Linked DNA regions of Gossypium hirsutum: region 2 is linked to region 1. A link is a contact called in public Hi-C data. All regions are on one chromosome and are shown on one strand. The core of a region is the stretch at or near the end of the contact, and the rest is flanking DNA. Distances in the headings are between cores, read along the strand shown. Region 1 holds the start of LOC107900942 (abscisic acid receptor PYL9). Region 2 holds the start of LOC121220351 (secreted RxLR effector protein 161-like).

What was found. Hi-C and Micro-C count contacts between places; a contact is called where the count stands out from the background.
Region 2: a Hi-C map of leaf shows a contact between it and region 1, with 1.7 times the contacts expected there. The contact joins the promoter of LOC121220351 here to the promoter of LOC107900942 in region 1. A contact is called at or near these places in 2 of 34 Hi-C or Micro-C datasets (hypocotyl and leaf).

Annotation. Positions count from the first base shown.
Region 1 is chrD08:49,506,040-49,512,949 of Gossypium_hirsutum_v2.1, reverse strand. It overlaps LOC107900942 (abscisic acid receptor PYL9), which reads right to left and starts at 4,213. Exons shown (of 3, transcript XM_016826735.2): 1 at 3,783-4,213; 2 at 3,169-3,384; 3 at 2,575-3,094. The coding sequence starts at 3,908. The coding sequence ends at 2,876.
Region 2 is chrD08:49,845,455-49,852,458 of Gossypium_hirsutum_v2.1, reverse strand. LOC121220351 (secreted RxLR effector protein 161-like) reads left to right here and starts at 4,505. Exons shown (of 1, transcript XM_041100039.1): 1 at 4,505-4,978. The coding sequence starts at 4,505. The coding sequence ends at 4,978.

The DNA.
Region 1 (6,910 bases), core at 2,964-5,463:
ATTCTGCCCTATAAAAGGGACCTCATGAGGCCACCCCTTACTCAAGTGAAATAGCTAAGAGATGTTTGGGGATGTACATGCAACCCTTTTTTACTCTCTTCCAAAGGCTTCAAGCTGCTATATGAAAACAATCATAGTTCGAAGTCTTGGAAGAGAGTAAAGAAAAGTTGACATGATTTTACGCGTCCATCACCTTATATACATGATGTTGTTTTACTGTATTTCAAGTTTTTATATTTTGAAGGCTCATTGAAGAAATGCAAGCTTGTGGAAGACACCAAATTTGCTGCAAATATAAAATATTAGATTAACCATGATAATATTTGTTTACTATTACTTCTATACTAACTACCATAATAACATCTTTTTTGGCCATGTTGACGATTGTTTGTTTGTTGTGCGGTTCAAGTCACATTTGTGCTTTTTCTTAGATATTGCTAATCGCAGCAAAGTTGTGTTTTCTTTCATACTTTTGTGGCTCTAAATATGTCTCACTTCCTTTACTTGTCTTTTTTTTTTCTTAATTTAGTCCTTCTGTATCTAATTTAAGGAATCTAGTTCTTTATTAGTGTAGTTTAAAAATCAAAATCCATTGATAAAATTGATAATCTACTTTTGCCGAAGTTTAACATGTGTTATTAATTAGATTTTAGTTTTTTTTTAATTAGGTGTTTAAATGTTTAAGTATCCCATATTTAAAATCAATTAACACAAAATTTACGAGAGTTTGGACAAAATATTGATCTTGAAAAATAGGCTTGACCCAAATAGTAGGTCAATTTAGATAGGGCCAGGCTTGGGCCCAAGCATTGAAGACCATAGTTTGACCTAAATCGAACTATTTTCATATTTTTGTAATATATTATATTATGTATAACACATAAAAATTAAATCTATAGTAACATATTACTATAATATAAACATATTAAAAAAAGTTAAGTTGTCTATATAAACAAATTTAATAAATGCAAAATATATAAATTTATTAAATATTAAATTAAAAATAATATAAATGTTTTTAAAATAATTTAAAAAATATTATGAACAAGTTAAAATGAGATTAAATTAGTCATTTATAAATATAGATGAGCTTGAATAATATTTAAAATTTATATTTTGAACTACACCAAATTTAAATAAATATAAAATATATTAATATCATATTTAATCACACGAAAGAAATGGAGTATTGACCATCTAAATTTGAAACAACAAACAATGCCTTGGGGGAGTTTTATTATGTTTGTAAAGATATTCCACAATTGGTTTGTATTTAATGCACCATCAGTTATTATATTTATTTTTAAAAACTTTTAACAAGGTCTGAGCTTGTATGGTGGACATTTATGTATTAATTGTGTGTTAAATGCAAACTTTATTTTATGTACCATTTGTTGGGAAGTTTTATTATATCAGTTAATCTGTTTTAATGTTTTAATTGAAAGGGGGAAAAAAGTTTGTTTGAAATATTTAGTCATATTTGTAAGAAGAAATTGCGAAATCTTACAAAATTTCAGGACTTTACTAGTAGAATTGTCTATTTTTTAAAATATTTCATAAACAGACCAAAACATTATAAAAACTGTTGTACCTATAATGAAAAATATATTATAATACGTCTACGATGTAAATGAAAATTATAATTTATAAAATTTGATATAAAAATAATAAAAATGTTTAAACACATAATGTTCATGTTCAAATCTTATTAGGTTTTTAATATAAGACCATTCTCAAAATAATATAATTTATTTTGTAAAACAATACTATTTTAGTGAAAGAGATTAAATTTGCAATATTTAAAATGCTATATAGAACAATGGCAGCATATATATTTGATTTTGAAAATGCTGGACAGCCGAACCTAGAGATTTCCCAAGTGGAATGCTTGTGGCAACAATGTCTTAGAGGCCTTATGTTAGTGTTTACATTCCGATCTTAAGTGAGTAAAAAGATCCGTCCCTTCGATCTTCTTCCTCCATTACAAATCCTCTTGGAAACAATTACATCATTAAATACACGGGTATGGAAAAGGGTACAACCCGGATTAAGACGAAACGTGAAGCTCGTTAGCCACTTATCTTCATTTATAGAAAGCACAAGAAAACATTTTAATGGAACCAACCAATGACATCGTTACAGCTTCAAAACTAGAAGCGTTACATCCTTACAAGTTTCCAGGATATGAAATGATAATTATTATGTTTTACCAACTTTCTATGACGTGCTCTCACTCTTCCAACTTCCATTCTCACGTGTTTGAAGTTGATTTGTTGCAGAAAATGCAAAAGTCTTTCCAGTTTCCACCAAGGTAGGTCTTTTACTTTAAACAAAGATCATCACAAGATGTTTTTGATCAGTTAACGTGCTGTGCAACATTATGACTCAGAAAAAGCTAATCTTGGTGCATTTCCATGGTGTACCCACACTTTTCTGCACTCAAATCAATAGGCTGAGAACTCTACTCAACAAATATCTACTTTTTAAGTTTCCAAAAATGAAAACTAGCAGCAATACCAAAAATGATCCCAACAAGAGACTACTAAAAATAGACACCATCATAAAACATATCTGTACTTCAAATGGTTTCTCCAAATTCATCCTGCTGGGCCTGGCTGCTGCTACAAATATGGGAAATGGAATTAAAATTCTCCCATCTCTTCTTAATCTTAAATATTTACAAATAAGACCGTAGTTTTGGAGGCTTGTAATGAATTCGGATGTCTCATAGATAAACTACTTACTCATGCATTTAAACTAAGAACCAAAAGGGTGTTAAAAGAGTGTTCCATAACAAAGTGAAAGATGATCATATATCACAAACTCCTAAAGATTAGTCTTTTTCTTTTGGTCATCACAATTCCACCTTTTTCAGTTAGTATCGGTTGATAGGCTCTGTCTGGTCCATCACAGCCATCCTCTCTGAAACATCGGCTAACGATTTCAGGTTACATCGGATCAAAGCTTCCACGAAGTAACAAGTTTCGTCCGTGGTGTTCCCTTCCGGCACATCCACGACGAACGATTCGATCACCATTGTACCTGGCCTTCCTTCAATAACCTCGGGATGCACCGTCATGATCGAAGAATAATTCTGCAGTCAACAAAATGAGTACCGTGACACAGAAAACAAGTGTTAAGGGAGAAAGAAACGTTAGTATTTTGTACCCTAAGACGGTGGTCGCCGCCGACGATTTTGATGCCTAAAATGTGTTCTTCGTCATCGAGAAGTTCCAACCGTTCGGTGCTGGTGGTTGCCGGAAGTCCGGACTTGACGTTGACCTCTCTAACACTGCCGATCCCGAGGTCCCCTTTCATTATACACCTGCTGACGAAGGGCTTGTACTTTTGCGGCTGGTCAAATCTCCTTACCAATGACCATACCTATCCATAGTTAAAGAAAACAGAAACAGAACAACAAACCCATCGTTAAAATCAGACATTTACGAACCATCGAGTTAACAGAAATTCATAATCTTGGCTAAAATAGTCTGGGTTCTTTTTTTTTTCTTTTTTTATCAGTGAAAAAATAGAAAAAAGCAGAGACAATACATACTCGTAGGTTTACTTTTCTTTTTTTTGGGGGGGGGTTAATTTTCGACCAAGAACACAGATTTGATTTGACTTTTGGGTAACAAAACAAAGAGAATAGATTTGGGTTTCAGCAGATCCATAGGAGAGTAGAAAGAAAAACGTGTCAACGGCCTAAACGGCGGCGAGAAAAACGAACAAATGGGGGAAAAGGGGGAAATTATAGAGGAGTCTCAAACTGAGGAACTTACGAGATGAACAGGAGCTTTGATGTGTTTAACAAGAGCAGAGGTGCACTGGTCGTCTCTGATGTTGTGCCTGTGATGTCTCTGTATGTACTGGGATTCCATCATACTCTGAGCATCATCACCGTTCATTTCTTCTACCTTTTTTCCCAAACTGATATATAAGGATAAAAACGAGTTGTGTTGTTTGCCTCTTTAAACAAATCAGAAGGTGAAAAATTAGAGGAGAGTAGCAAGAGAGAAGAAAAGCAAGAGATTTGGTGAGGATGTCAACAAAGGGAAGGGGGCCTTACTCTTTAGCCTTTTGCTTTTGGTTTAGGTTTCAGGCGTTTGGTTGGGACCAGGCTCAGCCTCTTACTTTCCGTAATTAAATCAAGGTTTTTCTCTGTTCTTTCACTTGTCTATACCCTGTTACCTCTCCATTTTTGTAAAATAGCAAATATTTTGAGATACTTTTCTTATTTTATATTTAAATAAATTTTTAAAATCATAAAATTCAAATCAACTCAAATGTAAACAGTAAAATGGAAATAAATAACATAAAAAAATTTTATATCAATTTTAGTAAATTTATTATATAATTAACTCACGTGAATGTTCCTTAATCTAGCATCATACACAACATTTAAGATCTTTTAACGTGACAGATATTTTCTATTTTTGTACTTGGATAGTTTCATCCATTGACATATCAAAATCTTTTAAATTAAATTAACGTGAAATCCATTTTGAGAAATATTATTCGTATTATAAAAAAATATTTCACAACCATAAAAAAATTAAAGTAATTAATTAAACTTTAAATATTTTACTATTTTACTATTATAATATTAATTCACTTTAAATATATAATATCAATAAAAATAACTTTACTTTAAAATATTTCAATTAATTTTAAAATATTTTATCTGTGAGATATTATATAGAAATTTCTTTACTATATTTTATAGAAAATTTATGCAAAAATTATAAAATAATTTAATATATTTTAATTAATAAATATAATTAATTCGTGCATCACTTGTTAAAGAAACTAGTATATATATGTGATGTATTGATTATGTATAATTTTATATAGGGTAAGTTATACCAACAATTACTCAACTTTGATCTCAATGACAAAACAGTCACTCAACTTTTAAAAAATAACAAATCAACCACAAACGTTATTGTAAAGTTAAAAATCAATCACCCATTGACATTTTTCATTACAGACCAAACGGGATAGGTGATGTGGCTCGTTAACTAGTTGATGTGGCCAGTTAACTAGCCACGATGGAAACCTAATTAACTCAATTAGCTGACGTGGCCACTAACATTTTGTCTCCAAATTCTGCCATTCTGAAACTAGACTTTTTCAAACCACAACTCCCAATCTATGCCCTCGTGGTTTGGATTTCAAATTACCAAAATCTAGTTAGGGTTTTGAATTACTAGAATCTAGTTTGGGTTTTGGCATGGGAAGATTTGACTAGCCATTGTTGTGTTGCCAAACCACAGTTGCAATCTTGTGTCGCCAAAACCAGAAACAAATATTGCAACCCAACCTCCCAACTGCGACGACCATCAGTTCGAACTCGATTGCAACAGCAACAATCACATCATTTTATCCTTAAACCATGGTAGATTCTATGTCCAAAGCATCTGGTATGAATCCTCTATGATCTGAGCCATTGACCGTGGCTAGTTAACAATAAGAAGAAGAAGAAAAAGAAGAAGAAGAAGAAGAAGAAGAAGAAGAAGAAGAGAAGAAATGGAGATGCCAAAAAAAAGCTATGGCATTTTTAAGTTCGCTAATCCTTGCCACTACCATAGACATTGTTGTTACTGTTGCCTCTACTCTGCGTGTCACCTTTGTTTTCTCTTATTCTTCTTCCTCATTTTCTTGCAATTCTTCTCATTTCCCCAACACAGAATAAGGCAATGTTATACGAGTTTTCAAACAGAGATTAGAGGTGCATTTAGCCAGATACAGAGAAGAAAAACTCTTGATCATTCTAGTCACCAGAATTGTTCTTTGTGAAGCTTGCTCTACCGCCGTCATTGAAATCCACAGCCTCATGCTGTTGTTGAACCACTCTAAAATTTTTCTCTTCTTCTGCTTTTTCTTTTACTGCCCAGCCTAGCTAGGGTTTTAAATTTGGGTCATTTACACATTGGGGTGACAAGTCAACTTTCCGTTACGTCTGTAACAAAAAATGGTTAGTATGACTTATTTGTTATTTTTTGAAAGTTGAGTGACTGTTTTGTCATTGAGTCCAAAGTTGAGTGATTGTCAGTATAATTTATCCTTTTATATATTATCAATGAATCAATTAATGATTTACAGTGAGCCTTCTCTATAACAGCCACACTCTATAATAATATTTCATTATCATAGTCAAGTTTGTTATAGATATGATTTTTTGTATTTTATTTTTACCCTTTATAACAACTTTTCATTTATAACAATAAACAACTAAAAAGTATGTACACTTCATATACTAATTTAGTTTTCTATAACAACCTTTTATCTCAAATTTTAGTGAAATTGTTTATATTTTTAAGTGAAATAAAAAAATAAATCTTAATTAAGATATAATTTGGATCTCCTTATTGATATTATTAATATATTATAATTTAAAATTTTTTAAAAAATTAATAAGATGTAAATTTCAAATATTGTTATAATTACATAATAAGTATTTCTCTATAAAATTTAAAATTTTGACAAACAATTTGCTTGTTATAAAAGGGTTGAATATAGCAAAGCTTTTAAAAATAAATTTATGTAACTTATGTTTTAACGAAGTGTACTCGGTATAAAATCTACCCTAAAAAACTAGTGCATAAAATCATTTATTAGAATATCAGATGAATACATATTATTATTATTATTATTATTATTATAGACAATGAAAGCAAAATAAATAAATAATAATAATTATTCATTTATTACACCTTATAAAAAATTAATCAAAATTTTTATTAAGTTTTGAACTTACTAATATATCTTTTGTTGTTCGTTGTAGGGTAAATTACATCTATGGTCACTTTTGTTTACCTCAAGTTACATTTTAGTCACTTAGGTTGAAATGTTACGTTTTAGTCACTTACGTTATCATGTTGTAACATTTTAGTCACTGAGTCATTAA
Region 2 (7,004 bases), core at 3,256-5,755, 340 kb before region 1:
ACATCTAATTTTATTCTTGTTTTGTTCTTAATGATTTGACATGACAAGATCCTGATTTATGATTTATTAAGTTTTATATCATATCTTAATTCATAATTCTAACAAGTGGCATTCAAGCCTCGAGCATATCAAATAATTGGGAATTGATTAAGGTTCTTCATTTGAATGATTGATTCATGAAATTTTATGGGTTTTATATTTCGTATATATATGTTGATCTTTGAAGGTTTATATTAAAGTCTTTTTTTTTTAGATTTTGATTATATTGAATTCATATTAAAATTTTAGGGTTTTATTTTAATTTTTAATTTAGGTGATTTTCAAATTGATGAATTTAATTATAAAGTTTGAAATATTTTACTTCAGTGAATAATCATGTTAAATTCAAAAAAAAAAATTCATTCTTCGTAGTCCTATGTTTCAATTTCTATTAAATGAATAAATAAACCTATACGACATTTAGTTAAAAAATAAATGGAAAAGAAGTTCACAGTTTCGTATATTTCATTTATATATAAATATATAATATATGCATGTTTTGATTGGTTTAATGCCTCTTGTTTTGGAAAATTATATAAATATATATGATTATCTTTTAATTTGATTGAAAGATGAAATTACGGTAAATATTTTGAAACAAATAAATTCAGATTTTGGCTTTTAATTAAGGATGTCTAATATTTTAAATAGATTAGTTGAAACAAAATGTCGCCAAAGTGACCTCTTTTGTGTAGATTAGTTTATTTGAAATATCAAGATGATTATATGTTTTTGTGATTCATGCGTTTATTGATTGACCCGAAGGTAAGTTAATATTTGACAGAATTTCAATGACATCTGTGGTGATAAATGTGTGACAATTATAATGTATTTTATGTGAGCAATAAGTTAGTCCAAAGATTAATTAATTGTTTGACATTATTTATTGTCAATATTTGATTGCTACAACAAGAGTATCACTTACTATTAATATTACTGTCTAAAGACTTGATATTAATGTTCTGCTTGGTATCTTGAGATGGGATTAGCCATTATCTTGAATTTATTGTTTCCTTATGAATATTTATGTGACCTTGTTTTTATTTGTTCTACATTCAACTAATTCATATTCTGCTACCACAATATCTGCTAATATAAATTCTATACCCATGCTTAATGGGACTAATTTTAAGGAATGGAAAAGACACTTATAGTGCTTGCATGTATAGACATAGACCTTGCATTAAAGGATGAACAACCTGCACCTCTCACTGCGGAAAGCACCCCTGATGTTAAGAGGGATCTTGAGAGGTGGGATCGTTCAAATTGCATGAGTCTAATGATCATGAAACACAGCATTCTAGAAGCCTTTAGAGGTACAGAATCTGAAGAGATTACTCAAGTCAAAGGTTTCCTTGATGAAATTGAGAAATGTTTTGCTAAAAATGATAAAATTGAGATGACATCACTTCTTACTTCTTTGATGTCTATGAAGTATAAGGGTCAAGGAAACGTAAGGGAGTACATTATGGAGATGTTACATATTGCTTCAAGACTTAAGGCACTTAAGATAGAGCTTTCTGAGGAATTACTTGTTCTTATGGTTTTGGTATCGCTTTCTGCACATTTTAATCAATTTAAAATTAGTTATAACTGTCAAAAGGAAAAATGGACTCTAAATGAGATCATTTCTCATTGTGTTCAAGAGGAAGAAAGGTTGAAGCGTGATAAGTCTGAAAATGCTCATTTGGCCAATACCCCTAAAGACAAAGGTAAAAAAAGGAAAATATCAGAATGAAACTGCTAAGGGTTCAGCTAAAAAAAAAACAATAGCAAGCTATAGAGATTTGTTTCTTTTGTAACAAGTTTGGACACGTAAAGAAAGATTGTACCAAATATCATGCTTGGCATGCAAAGAAATGTATAATTCTTAATTTCGTCTGTTCTGAGATTAATTTAGCTTTAGTACCTAGAAACACTTGGTGGATAGATTTTGGTGCTACTACTCACATAAGTGTTTCTATGCAGGTTTACTTGAGTTACCGAAAGTCAAGTGATGGTGAAAGACATATCTTCGTGGGCGATGGAAAATCGGTAGAAGTGGAAACGATTGAGCGTTTTAGGTTGTTATTAGGAACTGATTTTTATTTGGATTTAAAAGACACTTTATTGTATTGTCTTTTAGACGGAATTTAGTTTATGTTTCTTCGTTGGACGAATTTAGATATTATTGTTCATTTGGAAACAATCAATTTAATTTGTCTTTAAATTTAAATGTTGTTGGAACTAGTTATTTAAATACTTATGACAACCTTTATTTGCTAGAAACAATTACATTCTATAATGAAACCTTGCATGTGGAATCACATGGTATTAAACGCAAATTAAATAAGGAAAATTCAGCATCATTATGGCATAAGCGCTTAGGTCATATATCAAAAGTTAGAGTTGAACGCCTTGTGTCTGATGGTATTTTAGAGTGTTTTAACTTCACAGACTTTGATGTCTGTGTCGATTGCATTTAAGGAAAACAGACCAAAACCAAGAGATTGGGTGCCAACAGATCTTCGAACGTTTTAGAATTAATTCATACAGATATTTGTTGGTCATTCCCTACAGTATCTTGGAATGGTCAACAATATTTCATAACATTCATAGACGATTACTCACGTTATGGGCACCTATATCTCATTCATGAGAAATCTCAGTCTCTGGACGTGTTCAAAGCTTATAAAGCTGAAGTTGAGAATCAACTCAACAAAAGGATTAAAAATGTCAGATTTGATTGTGGTGGTGAGTACTACGGTAGATATGATGGCTCAAGTGAACAATGTCCAGAACCATTTGTGAAATTCCTAGAAGAATGCGGCATTTGTCCCACAGTACACCATGCTAGGATCACCGAGTATGAATAGTGTAGCTGAAAGACGAAACATGACTCATAAGGATATGGTAAGGATCATGGTTGCTCGTTCTACCTTACTTGAGTCCCTCTTGGGGGAAGCATTAAAGACATCAACTTACATTTTGAATAAAGTACCTAATAAAATAGTTGCAAAAACACCTTATGAGCTTTGGACAGGTCAAAAGCCTAGTCTAAAGCACTTTCACATTTGGGGATGTCCAGCTGAGGCAACGCCTTATAGGCCATATGAAAAGAAATTAGACTCCAAAATAGTGAGTAGCTACTTTATTAGTTATTCTGAGCAATTTAGGGGCTATAAGTTTTATGATCCCATAATGAAGAATATTTTTGAAACGGGAACAAGAACATTTTTTGAGAATGTTGAGTTTAAGGGGAGAAATAAGGTTAGAGACATTATTTTTGAGGAGGAATTGGATTCTAACTCAGTTCCTACTATCACTTTTGACAATGTTCAAGTTCTCATACCTATCATTGATCAAGAAGTGAATCCAGAACCTCAACAAGACAATGTTGAACAACTCCCTATTCAAGATGAGGTAATTATTTCAGAAGAACAAACTCAACAACCTCAAGAACAAGTGCCATTAAGGAGGTCCACAAGAGAAAGGAGAAATGCTATTCTAGATGATTATGTTGTATTTCTCCAAGAATATGAGGATGATAATATGATGGAAGATGATCCAATCAACTTTTTATCAGGCCATGAAAAATTTTAATTCCCAAAAGTGGATTGATGCCTTGAAAGATGAGTATAAGTCTATGCAAGAAAATAAAGTTTGGGAACTTGTCCCATTACCTGAAAGTGCAAAACTAATTGGTTGTAAATAGATATTTAAAACCAAGAGGGATGCAAATGGTAATGTGGAGAGGCATAAGGCGCGTCTTGTAGCTAAAGGATATACTAAGAAAGAATGCATTAATTTTACAGAGACTTTCTCTCCAGTTTCATCGAAAGACTCTTTCAAGATAATCATGGCGCTTGTTGCTCATTTTGATCTTGAGTTACATCAGATGGATGTTAAGACTGTGTTTCTTAATGGCGACATTGAAGAAATAATTTATATAGTACAACCAAAAAATTTTGAATCGGAAGACTCAAAGAATATAGTTTGCAAATTGACAAAATCCATCTATGGACTCAAACAAGCTTCCCGTCAATAGTACCACAAGTTTTATCAAATAATTATTTTGTTCGATTTTGAGATGAATATTGTTGATGATTGTGTGTATCACAAATTCAATGGGAGTAATTACATATTTCTGGTTCTATATGTCGATGACATTTTGCTTGCCGCTAATAATATAGGCTTATTGTACGAATTAAGAGATTTTTATTTAAGCATTTTGAAATGAAAAATCTTGGGACGCCTATTTTGTTTTAGGAATTTAGATACATTAAGATCGATCTCAAGGTATACTTGGATTATCACAAAAGAGCTATATCGATAAAGTACTCAAAAGGTTTGGCATGCAAAGTTTTAGACCAGGTGACACCCCTGTCGTTAAAGGAGACAAATTTAGTCTTACTCAATGCTCTAAAATTAACCTTGAAATTCAAGAATTGCAAAAGATTCCCATGCATCAGTTGTTGGGAGTTTAATGTATGCTCAAGTATGTACGCGTCCGGATATTACGTACATTGTTGGGATGTTTGACAGATATTTAAGCAACCCTGGTATAGACCATTGGATAGCAGTCAAAAAGGTTATGAGATATCTTCAAAGAACAAAAGATTACATGCTTACTTATAAGATATCAGACCTTTTGGAGGTCGTAGGGTATTCTGCTTCTGATTTCGCTGGGTGCCAAGATAGTAGGAAATCTACATCAAGCTATATTTACTTGTTAGCTGGAGGAGCTATATCTTGGAAAAGTGTCAAACAGACACTTATAGCTTCGTCCACTATGGCAGCAGAGTTTGTAGCATGTTATGAGGAATCAAACCATGGAATATGGTTGCGGAACTTTGTCACAGAGTTACGTATTTTGGAGAATGTAGAAAGACCACTCAAATTATTTTGTGACAATAAATCGGCAGTGTTGTATTCTAATAACAACAAGGGGTTCATCTAAGTCAAAGCATATTAACATAAAGTTCCTAGTTGTGAAAGAAAGAATGCAAAATGGTTAAATATCCATAGAGCACATAGGGACAAACTCCATGATAGCGGATCCGCTCACAAAAGGTTTACCACCCAAGGTCTTTCATGAGCACACTGCTCACATGAGTGTTACATTGTTTGAGGATATCATGATTTAGTGGGAGTTTATATTTTATTTATTTTATTTTTGTTTTCAGACATTTATGTATTTAGTTATTTTCTGATCAGAAATAAAGTATTTAGTTTATTCACTCTGTTTGTTATTTTGATACTGACCTTACTTGAGTTTAAAGAGGACCAGTTGGAAATAGACATGTTTAGATCATATTGCATGTAATTTCCATGCTACACATCTATACTTGATCCATGTCATTTGTTTGTGTTAATATACGTAATCAGAGATGGATTTAGTTACGATATATGTAACAAAAGTCGCCTTGGTTCTATGTTAGCATAATTAATAGATGAGATTATTTGGAATACCTTTTGGATATGATAGTAAAATTTTTGAGCTCATAAGGTTATATAATGACATGTAATTATAGAATAATTAGTATATATATGTGGTCCAAGTGGGAGATTGTTGGAAAATATGGACATCACATATATAATAAGAATAATTACATGTTATTATTATTTACTATCATGATAGGTTAGCCCAAATTAAAAGTGATCTAATTTGGTTAATGTTTTATTGGGATTTAATTATTAAATAAAGTATGGGTCAAATATGTGCAGATACTCTAGTAATTGAGTTCTAATCAAATTCTAATTAATGATGGGCTAATTAGCAATTAGAACTGATATGACAATGTTATAAATATTAGGGTTATGGTCCCCAAATTATATACAATATATCTTTTCTAATATCCCATCCTTAGGAAAGAGAGAGCAAATATTCTTTGGATTTCTTGTGTGCTAATTTGGAAGATCAAATCCCCATGATTCGGAAAAAAATTCAAGGAATTCATGGATTCAGGTACGCTTCCGCATCTAGTTTTATTATTGTTTTGTTCTTGATGATTTGACATGATAAGATCCTGATTTATGATTTATTAAGTTTTATATTATATCTTAATTTATGATTCTAGCAGAATGGTCATCGGGAAAGCGACTTTTCTTCAACATTGACGGTGTAGTGCAATTGGAGTCAAGAAATGCAGCCTCTAGGGGAGTAATCCGTGATGAAAATGGCGATTGGCTCTCTGGGTATAACATATACCTATGGAAGTGCTAGATTTTTTATGCTGAATTTTGGGGAATTTTGGAGGGACTCAAGCTTAGCCAACGTCTGGGCCATGATAAGATTATAATTCAATCTGAAAATCTGGAGGTTGTTAAAGCAATTCAAAGAAGCATCTCCACCACTTCGAATTCAGTCCTGATTAGACGAATCCATAATATTTTGTTACAAGAAGATCAGTGGATCTTGCATTACATCCCTAGAGAGTGAAATCAAGTTGTAGATTTTTTAGCCAAACTAGCTTTGGCTAAAAGAGAAGAATTATAGCTCTTTGATCTTCCCTCTACGGCAGTACTAGATTTTCTGGAAACATATAAGATAAGGAGTGTTTTTTCTTTTCAGAATATTTCTATGTAATTAGTTAGGAAATGTTATTTTACCACAAAAAAAAATATGAATTTTAAATTTTACAAGTTTTATCATATTTATAATTGGTTAATTCAAATTTGTGCAAATCCTCTCATAATTTTTTTAAGAAATATATATTAATTTTATTTAATATTTAGTAATTATTGATATACATTCCTTTTTCTATTAATATTGAGATATTGTTGCCTTGGGTCGTTTGAGCAGTGCCTGCTTGATAGCATCAACAGTAGTCCCAACCCAAGAAGACGTTGGTTCATCAGTGTGGGTCAACTATCCAAATGACCCTAAATTTGAGCTTTGCTGCATTGCCCAAAGGGTTCACTAACAAGCTGCGCGCCCACTGAACCACAGACAGACCGTAACCATGTTCTACTCCAAACTCTCA